Linked DNA regions of Gossypium hirsutum: all the other regions are linked to region 2. Evidence: chromatin contacts called from public Hi-C data. All regions are on one chromosome and are shown on one strand. Each heading gives the region's core, a stretch centred on a gene start, on an enhancer-like site or on the middle of the called end of the contact. The rest is flanking DNA. Distances are from core to core; before and after follow the strand shown. Region 1 overlaps LOC107892253 (nuclear pore complex protein GP210). Region 2 holds the start of LOC107892248 (serine/threonine-protein kinase STY13). Region 3 holds the start of LOC107892259 (40S ribosomal protein S17).

Region 1 (4,770 bases), core at 2,187-4,686, 260 kb before region 2:
ACTGGCGTGGCCATGATTTGTTAGCAATCAATCCCATCCAGAAAGAAGGATTTGGTCTGAGTCGCCGCATAGATTATGAGGTGAGATTGCGAATATTTTCTTAATCTAAGAACAAATTTGTTCAGTCGCATGGGTTAGCCAAGTGGTAAGGGTCGGTTGGGGTTGTACAAAAGAAAATGCTCTGCTTTCTTAAATACTCAAAAGCACAGTACATCTTTTGAATTGAGCGAATTGTAGAATGAAAAGCTCCTGTGATGGAATATATTCAAAACTGTAACAACCTTCAAAATTATGATATTTGCAATGAAATATTTGGAGGCAATGTTCAAAATTCCAATCTTTTCATTTCTTGATATTATTCTATTTGTGATTTCAGGTAAAAGCACTTAGTGCCAAGCGATTTGCAGATAAAATCATTGTCAAACTCCCATCCACCGGTCAGCCTAGTCTTGAATCTGGATTTTTTTTTTAGTCTGGTGACAACAATGAATAGATTCGTATCCTTTTTTTTTTCAGGTCAAAGAGTGGAAGTGGATGTCAACTATGAACCAGATGAAAAATCTGAAGCTACTATTAACTTTTCCTTTTGGGCGAAGGTTATGGGAAGTATTGCCCTAACAGTAATCACACTGATCATTGGCTTCATATGTTTCCTCGACCGACCTCTTGGATCATCCCAGCCACCATCCACTCCTCTGTGCAGTTCAAGCATATCAGCACCTGTAACGCCAGACCGGAGAAGTCCCCTTCCTTTGGACGAACAATCTCCACGAACACCGCAGCCATTTGTAGATTATGTGAGAAGAACAATAGACGAAACTCCATACTATCGGCGAGAAGGTAGGAGGAGGTTTAATCCTCAGAACACATACTAAAATAATCTGGCTGCCCTTTAACTTCATTTTTGTTGTATTGCTTAGAAGTTAGAATCTGGCAAAATGTATGCCAAATTTTGTTGCATCATGTATGTGTATATACAGGCGAAACATACAACCTCGAATTTCATTGACAGACTCGATGATTGGATCATATCAGTGATTTGGTTTTGTTGGTATGATTTCTTATTATAATCCGTGTTTAAGGTGTTTCATAAATTTTGTTATGGTAATAAGTTGTTCTATATGAGTTGTCTCGTTCATGTTTGTGTTGTGTTATGCCGTATCTCAGTCAAGGTTGTTAGTACCATACCGGTATTGGTACCTACCGTAGATCAGTACCAAGTAGTTAAGTTTAGGCTAATTTGGTTTGTATTGGTGCATTTTGTCGAGGGTGAGTGTTGAATTAAATTTTGTAGAGTTGACTTCAAAGAAAATTATTTCTTAATTTGAAATTTTCAATTTGAGTTGAGTGAAATATAATTCAAGTAGAGTTGAATGAATTTGTTTAGAGCCAAATTAGAAAAAGTAAATATGTAAAGATAAAATTTTGTTGTCAATAATCTAAATTTTAAGTTGAACAAGGTTGTATATATTTCAAAGTAAATAAAAATGATAAATTTGATTTGACAATTTATTTATTTATTCAAGATTTTAAATTAACTATCTAAAAAGTTAAAAACTCTTGCAATTTAACATTAAAAAACACTAAATTTTTAATTTTTTATAATTTGTATAAAATTTAGGATTTTTGAAGATTATTTTAAAATTTAATTTTTAGGGATTAATTTATTTATTTTCAAAATTATAGGGACACAAGTAGATATATTAATTTGTTATTTGATTTATTCAAATTAAGAATATTTAATTCTAACTAAAACTCAAAAAATAAAAGTCCTTATTTGAATTGATTGGAAAAAAAAAAGAATAACTTAATTTGATTAACTTAAAATCCAAAGTTTTATTCCATTTATTTTTAAATCAAATCAAGTTTTGTTTACCTTTAATATCAACACATGATTTGGTACAAGATTTTGATATAAATCAGTTTGAACATATAAAGAACTCTAAATTGGAAGTTTCAACTTAAAAAGATCCCAAATTTTCTTAAAATATAGACACCAATAGCATACAGTAGGGAACACATAGCTTCAGCCAGCGAACCCAAATTTCAGATTTAGGAAAAGATCATTGAAGAATTAAAATACAACCTTACTACCAAATTAATTAAATATAAATACTCACACCTATCCTTTGGAAATCCAAAATAAATAAAAAATCATATTTAAGATTAGATTTAAGAAATCAGAACTCCAAAATATATTAAAGTAAAAAAAATACAACACGAAACATATCAGATTTAAGAAAACCCATTTGAATCAAAACCAGAGAGAAAGAGAGGGAGAAGATCGAATTAAAAAAGAAAAAGAATCTCTGTAGTTCGAAACAGGGGAGAAATGCAAAAAAGAAAAAGTGAGAGAACTCAAAACTTAATAAACCCAAACTTTCAATCAAGAAAAGGGACATGAAAAAATAGCTCTTGAATTTCTACGCTTCAAACTGACGATCTCAATAGTGTAGAGGCGTGACTGGTCATGAGGAAGCTACATTCGGAATGGTGCGACGATCATATGACAGAATCGACCAGAAGAAAAGCAGAAAAGAGAAAGGCGGACAGAAGCAGAAGCCGAGAATTCAGAAGAAAACAGAGGAAACAAAGAAGCAGAATAGCAGGGAGAAGGAAAAAGAAAGGGGAAGGGAGACGAAACAGAATCACTTCATCAAATATTCAATATGTATTTCCCCGCATACACAACACTTCTTATGTAGCAGAAAAGAAAACTAGTAACAGCTTGATTAGTTACTACAGCTGTCACTATCCTATTTAAAATAAAATGTACCCTTTCACTTCTATGTTTTATTTTCCTAATTTTAATTTTGTCCCGAAACATCGACCGATTGAGGTAATTTTCCATAGATTTTGGGTTTCAGATCTGGTGGCATTTGAGAGAGTTCCTCGAAAATCTAGTCCGATAAAAAAAAAGGGAAGTAAAGGATCATTTTGACGAGGAGAGGTAAGTCGAAAAGCCAACGACGATGACAAAACCAGGCAACAGAAACAAGGAGACTAGAAAAGTTTTTGAGAGTTTAGGGTCATGGAATTTATTGGTGCTTTTAAAAAAAATATTAATGCTCTTTATGATATAACTGTTTTGGAGTCCCTTACTTTGACTAGTTGACCTTTTTCTTGACATAGCCACATGTCAAATGATGTCGGTATTTAACACCTTTAAGGTCAGACACCAAACCGGTCAACGAAATAAAAGTTGATGTATTAAATTGGACAAATTAAAAATATGTTGGGAAGATGGAGGCTTTGCATCATGGAAATCAGAAAGTCCTTTGAAAGCATCCTTCCAAACTTGAACCGAGTTTCTTTCTTTTCCTTCGTAGATGGCGGTATTACAAGCTTTCCAAATTTCCCAACAAATGTGAGCAATGAGATCACCATTGAGCAAAGGATGGACACCTGACTGAATTTGGGTCACGATGAAAGATAAAAAGCATGCTAAGTAGGCCCAGGCTGCTGGTTAGAAGAAAATAATATGCTCCAATGATTCCCAATGATCGTTATATCTAGGAAATAAGTTGTAAAACTTAGATGTCTTTTAACCAAATTTTCATTGGACTTTAGGGAGTATTTTACGGTCCCAAATCAAGGCCCGTTTCTTTTTTTCCAACATAGTGTTGGAGCTTGAAATAAGTTGTAAAGCATCATTTGGAATGTTATCATGGGATTATCTGTTGGACAATACACACGTTAGTGAAATAAAATATATAAATATAAATATAAATATAAATATAAATAAATATTTATATAACTAAAATATAAATAGAATAATTTATAATTAAATTTTGAAATACGAAAATCAAATAAAATCGTAATAAAAATTGAAATAAAGAAGAATAGAGATTTTACGAAACATTGAGGCCTGTGAAACAAAATTTCCTTAAGATAGATTCAACCGCTCCTACAACACTTGGAGAAACGTTGGTCAAATGTCTCCCAGGATACAACAATAATAGTATCAAAGTAGTAGCACCTCTACAACGATCAACGAACGAACGTTGTCTTTTTCTATCACCAGAACGTTTGAAAAATTCGGAGAGGAAAAGGAAAAGTTTTGAAAGCAAATGAGTTTCAATGTGAAAGAGTATGATTGTGTGTGAATTTATACATAATACATAACCTTTTATAGGCATTTAGGATGGTTGAAAATTTAGAAATAACCACAAAATATGCCATTAAAGAGTAAAAAAATCAAATTGATTTAAAAAATTGAATCAAATTTGATTGGAATCAGACACCGTCCATATATAAGTAGATTATGTCTGTTGAGGAAAATAAATTTGTTTTGGGCTAAAATATAAATAGGCCTGTTTGGGCCCAACTAGTCCAAACATTTCGCGTCGCCCACATTGTACGAGTGTGCCCCAACCCCGTCTGGTTTGGACTTGCACCCCCTACGTGTGAGGCAAAGTTTCAAGTTTAGTTATTCAATTATCCTTCAAAAGGGTTCACATATATATACACATCTCACACTTGGTATTTAACCAATGTGGGATCTAAGCTTTTACTTTTCCTCAAATATTTCTAAGTAGCTTACTTTGAGCATCAATTTCTCATTCATCACTTAATCATTTTGAGCATATGATATACCGTTGTAAAGGTCTCATGGAGTAGAATAAGAAACCATAATTTTATGATTCAACTCTTCACCTTTACCTATTGAGAATATGCCTCAAAGTTCCATAAAAATGCAATTTTTCCAATAAACCCCTACATGAATGATAATTGATAGTTTTATCGAAAAACATTCACTCAATGTGGCAA
Region 2 (4,412 bases), core at 571-3,070:
GCCTCAACAATTATCATTATCTTAAAATATTTATCTTTAAAAAAATGTTAATTACATATTTATATGTAGTATTTAAGGTTTTGTTAGTATGATGGGATTTTTTTGAAAAAAAAATTATGAATAATAATATGTAATTATTAAACTAATGCATTTTAAATACTTATTTTTAAAAAAATTCAAAATAAAAAAATGCAATTATCATTTTTTTAAAAAGTGTATGTAATATTTTATTTCTTATAATATATTTTTGAAGAAATAGTGTACTAAAAGTATCATGTAATGCCAATGAATGGTTTTACGATAAATTTAGATATTTTAAGCTTACATTATAGAGTTGATTAATTTTAAGGTTGGAATAAAATTCAATAATTTTGTTCATCAATCTTACTATAAGTTCTAAAAATATTTTTTTTTATTTTTTTTACATAATACTTAGAACTATCCATAGTTCCTCTCCAACCTATAAATAGGAAGATAATACGATTTAGCGCACTTAAACCTACGTCCTCCTTCATTAACTCGAAAATCTAATATTAAGATTTATAATATTATTGAAAGTTTATCTTAGCTAATTGGATTTGGATGGGGTAGTTGTTATTTTCAATCATAATATAAGCTTCCAATTAAAGTCAAGTCTTCCAATATCTTTTCTTTTATTTAAGCTAAGATTAGGGGAAATATTGAAGTCAAAAAAGTAAATATCACTTTACAATCTAAATAAATCTTTTCACCTTTCTTAACATATTTTTTTTTACTATTCATCAGGCACTTTCCATGTAGATTGTTTAAAATTTTTTTTATTTCAGTTAAAATATACTATAAATTCTTATATTATTCGTGTATTTGAAATTTAACATTTCTATTTTTCATATTTTGAAATCCAAATTTAATTATTAACAGAAAGAAAATTATTTTAATAATTAAATTTACATTTTTAAATTCGAAAAATTTGATTAAATTCTAAATATTCATATATTATAAAAACTTGGAATATATTTGAATTTTTTAATTTTATAAATAGGGAAAGCGATAACATTATAAAAATTAGGGAAATAGAGGAGCTGAACCCTGTAATCATTCAACAAATGGGAATTTGACACGTTATCATAATAAGGGTAAATCAGGAAAGCCGAGGGAAACAGTACGATCAAATGAGGACGTGGCAGCTAATTATTTCATGACGTAGTCAAAGGTCAAGATGTCGGTGAGATATTATTATAAAGAAAGTCAACGGTCTTATGTTTCATTAATTAAAGTTAATTAATCACCGAAGGACGTAATAAAATATAAATTTAATAAGGTCGGCTTTATTGCGAATTTTTTTATGCTACATTTAAAAAAAAAATTCTAAGGAATTATGAAAAATTATTTAGCTAAATCTTATTAGGATTTTTTTGCCACCTTATCCTACAACAATTTTAAAAAATACCAAATTAAAATATATATATATATATCTAACACATGAAATCCATCAATTAATTAAATAAAAATATATTATAAAATAATAAATTGATTAATTTAGAGAAAATTATAATGTGAATATAATATTATTATTAAACAATAAATTAATTTATTATGTTCGCTTTTTTATTATTATAAACACTCTAAATGAATAATAACATGAAATATCGACATTAAATAAAACAAAAAAATGGTGTTATTATTATTGAAAGAAAAAAACAATGAAAAAGGACGAAAGAAGCAATAAAATCACTGTTGTTTCTGACAAAGATTCACCAAGAAAAAACACAAGAAACCAATGAAAATAAAAATTCTTTTTTCAACTTTTTTATTTTCTTTTTTTCTTATAAAGAGAAGAAGAAGAAAAAGAGTATCCATTACAATGTACCGTGTGGAAAACAACCATCTTTGTCTTTCTCAAAAACCAGTAACCACTTCCCATCCGCCATATTTCATGAGCAAAACTCCCTTCACAATCAAGCCTCCCCCATTAAATGCTTTTTCCTTTTTCCCTTTATATATTTCTATTGCTTACTAACCTCACTTTCCCATTATTTTCTTTTAAAAAACTTTCCTGTGTCAGAGCTTGCTGGTTGCTTCATTACAGAAGGGTCTTTGTGCTTTTTTTTTAATTAATTTGTTTTTGTTGGTGGAAAAACATGTGGGTCTTTATTCTTTGCTTCCCATTAAAGAGCAGTTCTTGATGGTTTTTTGGATCTGTAATCCGTGATTTTTGGGTATGGGTTTATGTTTTGTATATACTTTAATGTAGGCAAAGGCATGTCTTTGGTGACTTCCATTTTTTTTCACCTATGAAAAGTTGTGGCTTTTAAAACCCTTTTTTCTGTTTACTTCAAATGTGGGATTTTTCGATTAAATTCATGTTTTGAGAAAGGTGGATTCCAAAAGATGGGATCTAAAAATGGGTTTTTTTCAACTCAAGATTTCAGTATAGATGCTAAGTGGTTGATCGATCCTCGGCAGCTTTTTGTTGGTCCCAAGATTGGAGAAGGTGCTCATGCTAAAGTTTATGAAGGAAAGTAAGTCTAAAAATTCTAATTAATTGAATTCAATTCAAGCTCCTCCTTTTGGACCTCAATTTAGCTCTCTCTTTTTCTAAGTGTACTTTTTAATCCATTGGATGCATTTAGATATAAAAATCAGACAGTTGCCATTAAAGTTGTTAGAAGAGGGGAAACCCCTGAAGAGATTGCAAGAAGAGAAGGAAGGTTTGCTAGGGAAGTTGCTATGTTATCCAGAGTTCAACATAAAAATCTAGTGAAGGTTACTTTGAATAAATTATATATATTATACCATTGATTCTTGTTGCTTAGTTTTGTTATGTTCCTTGTATTTGTTCATATGAATACCTGTAAATCATGAAGTTTTATCATGTTTGTGTAGTTTATTGGAGCTTGCAAGGAACCTATCATGGTGATTGTAACCGAGCTTCTACTAGGCGGTACGTTACGTAAATACCTTCTTAATATGCGGCCAAAGTGTTTGGACATGCGTGTTGTGATTGGATTCGCACTCGACATTGCTCGTGCAATGGAATGCTTACACTCTCATGGGATCATTCATCGGGACCTTAAACCGGGTATGACTATATGTCTATATAACCTTTCTTGGTGTGCTTATATAAGTAGCATTCTTTGAAAAGTTTGGCAATTTTTACTTATGAAAAGGGTAGTAAGCTTTTTAATGATTTGGTAGTGATGAATTTGTGTTCCGTATTTGTTAAACTGCTAGTGAAGGCGCGATTCCGAGCAGGGCCCAAGCTAAACATTATATGTTGTGGGAGGCCATAGTGACTTGAATTAAGTTAAACTGATAGTGACATAAATATGGTCCTATCTTTTGTTTGGATTTTATGCTTCTACTTGCCGGATCCATAGTTTCGTACTTGAATTAATTGAAAGCAATAATGGTTTTTAAGTAAACTTTATGCAATATTTGCAGGATCCTGATAAATTGTTCCCTTTTGCCGAGAACTTGATCTTGACCGAGGACCATAAAACGGTTAAACTAGCAGATTTCGGTTTAGCCAGAGAAGAGTCATTAACAGAAATGATGACTGCTGAAACCGGGACGTACCGATGGATGGCTCCTGAGGTAATATGCTGAATTATCTATTATCTTCGGTTTTCTTTTTACTTTTTAAGATGCTGACACATTTACCTATTCTAACAGCTTTATAGCACAGTTACGTTAAGGCACGGAGAGAAAAAGCATTACAACCATAAGGTGGATGCCTACAGCTTTGCTATTGTGTTGTGGGAACTTATTCATAACAAGTTGCCTTTTGAAGGCATGTCGAATTTACAAGCAGCATATGCAGCTGCTTTTAAGGTAATGATTTGGAGCCTTGTTTTAGAGTAACACTTAAAAGGATGATTTCTCGAGTATGTCTGTCTGCGTTTGAAAAGCTCACTCGATGCTGAAAGAACTATCTGCAAAACCACCCTTGTGTCATTTTACAGTAAGACTAGTATGTTGTGAATGATAAATGATATATGACCACTTTTGAATCTTGATAGGTTAGCCTTCCCATTAACGATACCATCAGTCCAACTCAAGTAATTCTTACTTTCAAAAGTGTCAAAATGGGGGCTTTTTATGCCCACCTACAATCACAATGCAGTTTCTCGAAATTAATCTCACCAAGAATAAACTCATTTATGACTGTGTTTCTTCACCTGTTGTTTTCAGAATGTTAGGCCTAGTGCTGATGACCTTCCTGAAGATTTGGCATTGATCGTGACCTCATGTTGGCAAGAAGATCCAAATGCTCGGCCGAATTTCAGCCAAATCATACAGATGCTATTACGCTATCTCTCGATCATTTCACCAGTGGAGCAGGTTATTCCTCCTAAGAGAACAACATCCGAGAATGCTGTATTGCCACCGGAGTCACCTGGTACAAGTTCATTGATGGGTGCAAGAGATGA
Region 3 (4,358 bases), core at 1,840-4,339, 470 kb before region 2:
AACATGATTCTTGTTATCATGTATTGGTCATTGACCGAGTTCATCATCATTTGAACTTGAATCTGCATCATTAAGATTGTCAAAATCTCCTTCTTCCATGTACTGTACGAAGTATGAATCATTTCAATTCCACCTATGATTGAAGTTATGGAATATGCAACATACTAACACGATCTTTGTTTTTTATGCAAGACTTAGGCAATGTTGTTAATATGAGAAATATTTTTTTTGAGCAACAAATGTCTTCTCAACTACATTTTAAAACCTTGAATGTCTCAAATTAAATAGTTTGCAAGTTGTCTATAGTGCTTGTGTTTGACACCATTTTCTCAAATGGTATCATATCCCACAATATGATGCAAGAATACATTTTTTTTATTTACATAATTAGCATCAACGTTATAATATATGAGTTTATAGTCCAAATAGTTTGTAGCTTTAATTATAAAAACTTATATAAACTTAATTTAGATAAAAACTTCTGTTGGGTTATATCTTTTTATAATACGTAAATTAAATAAAAATAATATAAAATTTATAATATATAACTTTTATAAAAAAAATATAAATTGACTAAAACCTTCATAATACTTCTTATAAATAATATATTTTTTCATAACTTTTGAAAGTTATATTTTATAAATAAATTATAATAAAAAAACTATAAGATTCTTTTATGAATATGTATATTATTTATATAATATATAGTATGGACACATAAATAAGTTATGTCTATACAGGCTTATTCTTGATATTTTTGGACCCTAGGCGAAACAATAAATTGTGAAAATTTAATACAATAAAATAAAAACATATACTAGTAACAAAAAAATGGGGCCCTTTTTCTTTTTTTTTTTTGCCTGCCTCTAATGAAGTATCCGTCGAAAAACTTAAAAGGTTGAAAATTTTATTCCATGTTAAAAGCTGGAATTTTTTTGGGCCCCTTTCAGCCTTGGCCTTGAGCGGCCACACACCCAAACTACCTCCAAGGCCGAGCCTGTGTCCATGCTTTTTGGCCATAATCTTTTAAAATAAATATATTATAATACTTTTACAACATGTGAATTATTTTTTATAATAATTTTTTTACCATAACTTTAGAAATCTTCTAAGATTCAAATAATATAATTTGTTGTTATAACTTTACAAAATACACGTTATTTTTATAATATAACTTTTTATGATTTATAATATAAGAATTTTTCCATAGCCATCCCAAGCTCTCATACATGTTCATACTTATAATATAATTTTAAAATTGGGTATTTGTATAATTACCTACGTAAATACTTCAATTGTCACCCTCCCCTTAAGAATTGAAATGTGTAATTGGGATGCTTTAATTATACCCAATTTGGTAGGACTCATCAATTATAGTGGTTATCCAAACATACCACTTTTGTGTAATTAGAAGTAATTATTAAGTGGATTTCTAAAAATTACCTTAAAAGGATATAAATATGCCAAAAAAAAAAACCCAAAGTCTACCATGCATTTAGTAAAAAAAAATGATAATAGAATATACAAAATGATAGTATAGAGGTCAAATTGATAAAAAAAAATTATATAAAGTATCAAAATGATAATTTAGTTATAATATAGAGGTCAAAAGAGATATTAAGCTTAAAAATGTTTTTATTTAAATTTAATTATAAAAATATATAATATTAATATATAAACAGTAAAAATAAATCAAATTTAAACTTAGGAAGTTTTTATTTTTATATATATATAAAGTGTAGATCTATGAACGAGTCCAATTACAATAATGAAATTTGGATTCAGCAGAAAAATAGAGCTAAATCACACATTTCTCCGTACAATTAGTTAACAAATTTTAATTAAATATTAATGAATTAATTGAACTAAACATCCTCAAATTATGACTGTTATTTTAAACTAGTCTTTAAATTTAAAATATTCTAATTACATCTCTGAATTATTGATGTTATATTAATTAGGTTCTTTCATTATTAAAATTGTTAATTAATAATTAAATGACATAACAAATCATATGCAGCTAAATTTAAAATGAATTTTTTTAGAAAAAAACATTGCCGCATAACTTTTAAAAGTAAAAACTAGAAATAAAGTAAAATTGAAAAAAGAGAAAGTGAATGACAAAGCCTTTGTAAAAGCTTCGAAAACCTCAAAACAAATATTTTTACAAGATCTATTTTTACAATATTCATTTTAAACTATGTCAAATACGATCTCACATATAGTTTAACAGCTAAATTAACAATTTTAGTAACAAAAAGATCTAATTGATATAATCTTAATAGGTTGGGATGTAATTAGAATGATTTGAAGTTTAGGGACCAATTTAAAATAAGGGTCATGGTTTGGGGATGCATAGTGCAATTAACTCAATAACCCCCCAGTAATACTCCAACTGCCTCCTAAAATTCCTAAACGAGTCATAAAGGGTATAACAAACATACCTTGCCTCCACATTGAATCAATAATGGGATCGGAGAGATCAAAAACAGCTAATTCATATAATGCATACGGCTCTGATTGTTGGTTGGGCCGGTTCAATGGCCCTATATGAATTAGCCGTTTTTGATCCCTTCGATCCCGTTCTTTATCCAATGTGGAGACAAGGTATGTTCGTTATACCCTTCATGACTCGTTTAGGAATAACCAATTCATGGGGCGATTGGAGTATTATAGGGGGGACTATAACAAATCCAGGTATATTAATAATAAGAATAATGGTAAATTACGCCCATGGTCATTCTAAAATAAGATCTGTCCTATTTTGACCACTCCATTTTTTTTCTCAATTTAGTCACTCTAAATAAGATAATTGTGTGAATTGTCACTACGGTTAAATTTTTTGTTTTTTTAAGGGATTGTTGATGTGGCATATTAGCACATTGAGTGACTAACACGTGATACTTTTTTGTTGACTTTTGACTAAAGTTGGGAAAAACTTTTAGACTAATTATAAAGAGATCCCTAAACTTTAGTCAAAAGTCAACAAAAAATACCACGTGTTAGTCACTCAATGTGCTAATGTCAACAATATGTTAGAAAACAGAAATTTTAACAAAGTGAACAATTTACACAAATTTTCTTGAGTAAATTAAAAAAAAATAGAATAATCAAAAGCCATATTTTAGAGTCACAATGAGTTCACCCTAAAAATGAAAAAGAAAATTCGTTGCACTTTTACCCTTTATAGAAAGGGCTCAAAAATTTCATCACCCATATATATGAACCCTACTTTCGCACTCTGAAAACCCTAGCCCTTCATTGCTCTTCCACCTCCGCAAATCCCCGCCCAACTCTCCCCCGCCGCCACCGCCGCCGCCGCAGATCCAAGCAATGGGCCGCGTCCGTACCAAAACAGTGAAGAAATCCTCCCGTCAGGTCATCGAGCGCTACTACTCTCGCATGACCCTCGATTTCCACACTAACAAGAAGATCATCGAAGAAGTTGCCATTATCCCATCCAAGAGGCTCCGCAACAAGATTGCCGGCTTCTCGACCCATTTGATGAAACGGATCCAGAGGGGTCCGGTTCGCGGCATTTCCTTGAAGCTCCAAGAGGAAGAGCGTGAGCGCCGCATGGATTTCGTCCCCGATGAATCGGCCATCAAGGTCGACCAAATCGAAGTTGATAAGGAAACTCTTGATATGCTTTCGGTTCTTGGGATGTCTGATATTCCGGGGATTGTTAAGGTTGATCCAGTCGCCGTTGTTCCTCAAATCGGGTTCGGCCGTGGTGGTGGACCCGGAAGGAGGTTTTAATTGGTTAGTGTCCGTCTATTTGATGGGTTCTTAATTTTAAGTTCATTATGTTTTATTTTTTGGGTAGTATTTAAATTTTGTGTTTCTTGTTGGAACAATATTAGTTTTTATGTTAAATGGTACTGGAATTTGTTGAGTTTGATGTGCGCTTTCTTTTTAAAAGCATTTGAAATGAGAATCTTTTTAGTTTCTGCGATTGTTGATTGCCATTTATTTTATTTTTTCTTTGAATTTCATTTTTGTATACTGAGGTATTATGTTGATTGATTGAAATGGTGAATTTGAGAATAACGCCCCATTTTCGATTCCAATTTTGGGATTTTATTCATTAGATGAAAGGTTGAGGTAAAGAATCCCAATTCTGGTTATTTTGTTTTCAATCACATGTTCATGTTCTGCAATTTTTAATGGCAATTGTGAGCAAGGAACTAAAAGATTGTATGGTTCAATTTTAAAGTTGTATTCTTTGTGCTGTGGGAAAGGCATCCATGGAAATGGTGGGTTTTTCATTAAGCCAACTTGCATAATCCTTGGGCTCATATCTTTCTTTTTATCTTTGTATTTCCTGATCATGGTTGGATTTGAACATGAATAAATAC

What was found. A called contact is a pair of places that touch in the nucleus more often than the background predicts.
Region 1: a Hi-C map of leaf shows a contact between it and region 2, with 2.4 times the contacts expected there. The contact joins the enhancer-like site here to the promoter of LOC107892248 in region 2. A contact is called at or near these places in 2 of 34 Hi-C or Micro-C datasets (both in leaf).
Region 3: a Hi-C map of leaf shows a contact between it and region 2, with 2.3 times the contacts expected there. The contact joins the promoter of LOC107892259 here to the promoter of LOC107892248 in region 2. A contact is called at or near these places in 2 of 34 Hi-C or Micro-C datasets (both in leaf).

What each region holds. Positions count from the first base shown.
Region 1 is chrD09:9,511,270-9,516,039 of Gossypium_hirsutum_v2.1, forward strand. LOC107892253 (nuclear pore complex protein GP210) reads left to right here. Exons shown (of 36, transcript XM_016817277.2): 34 at 1-80; 35 at 377-437; 36 at 517-1,122. The coding sequence ends at 875. Among protein-coding and RNA genes, the nearest start is that of LOC107892253, 24 kb to the left of the region's middle. Within about 2 kb of position 3,437, at least 7 of the 9 cell types and tissues checked have an H3K27ac peak or open chromatin away from gene starts, as enhancers often do. A contact at or near this core is called in leaf, where this site is marked.
Region 2 is chrD09:9,776,690-9,781,101 of Gossypium_hirsutum_v2.1, forward strand. LOC107892248 (serine/threonine-protein kinase STY13) reads left to right here and starts at 1,821. Exons shown (of 6, transcript XM_016817272.2): 1 at 1,821-2,501; 2 at 2,613-2,745; 3 at 2,866-3,058; 4 at 3,449-3,576; 5 at 3,655-3,813; 6 at 4,174-4,412. The coding sequence starts at 2,371.
Region 3 is chrD09:9,305,522-9,309,879 of Gossypium_hirsutum_v2.1, forward strand. LOC107892259 (40S ribosomal protein S17) reads left to right here and starts at 3,090. Exons shown (of 1, transcript XM_041101674.1): 1 at 3,090-3,955. The coding sequence starts at 3,334. The coding sequence ends at 3,759.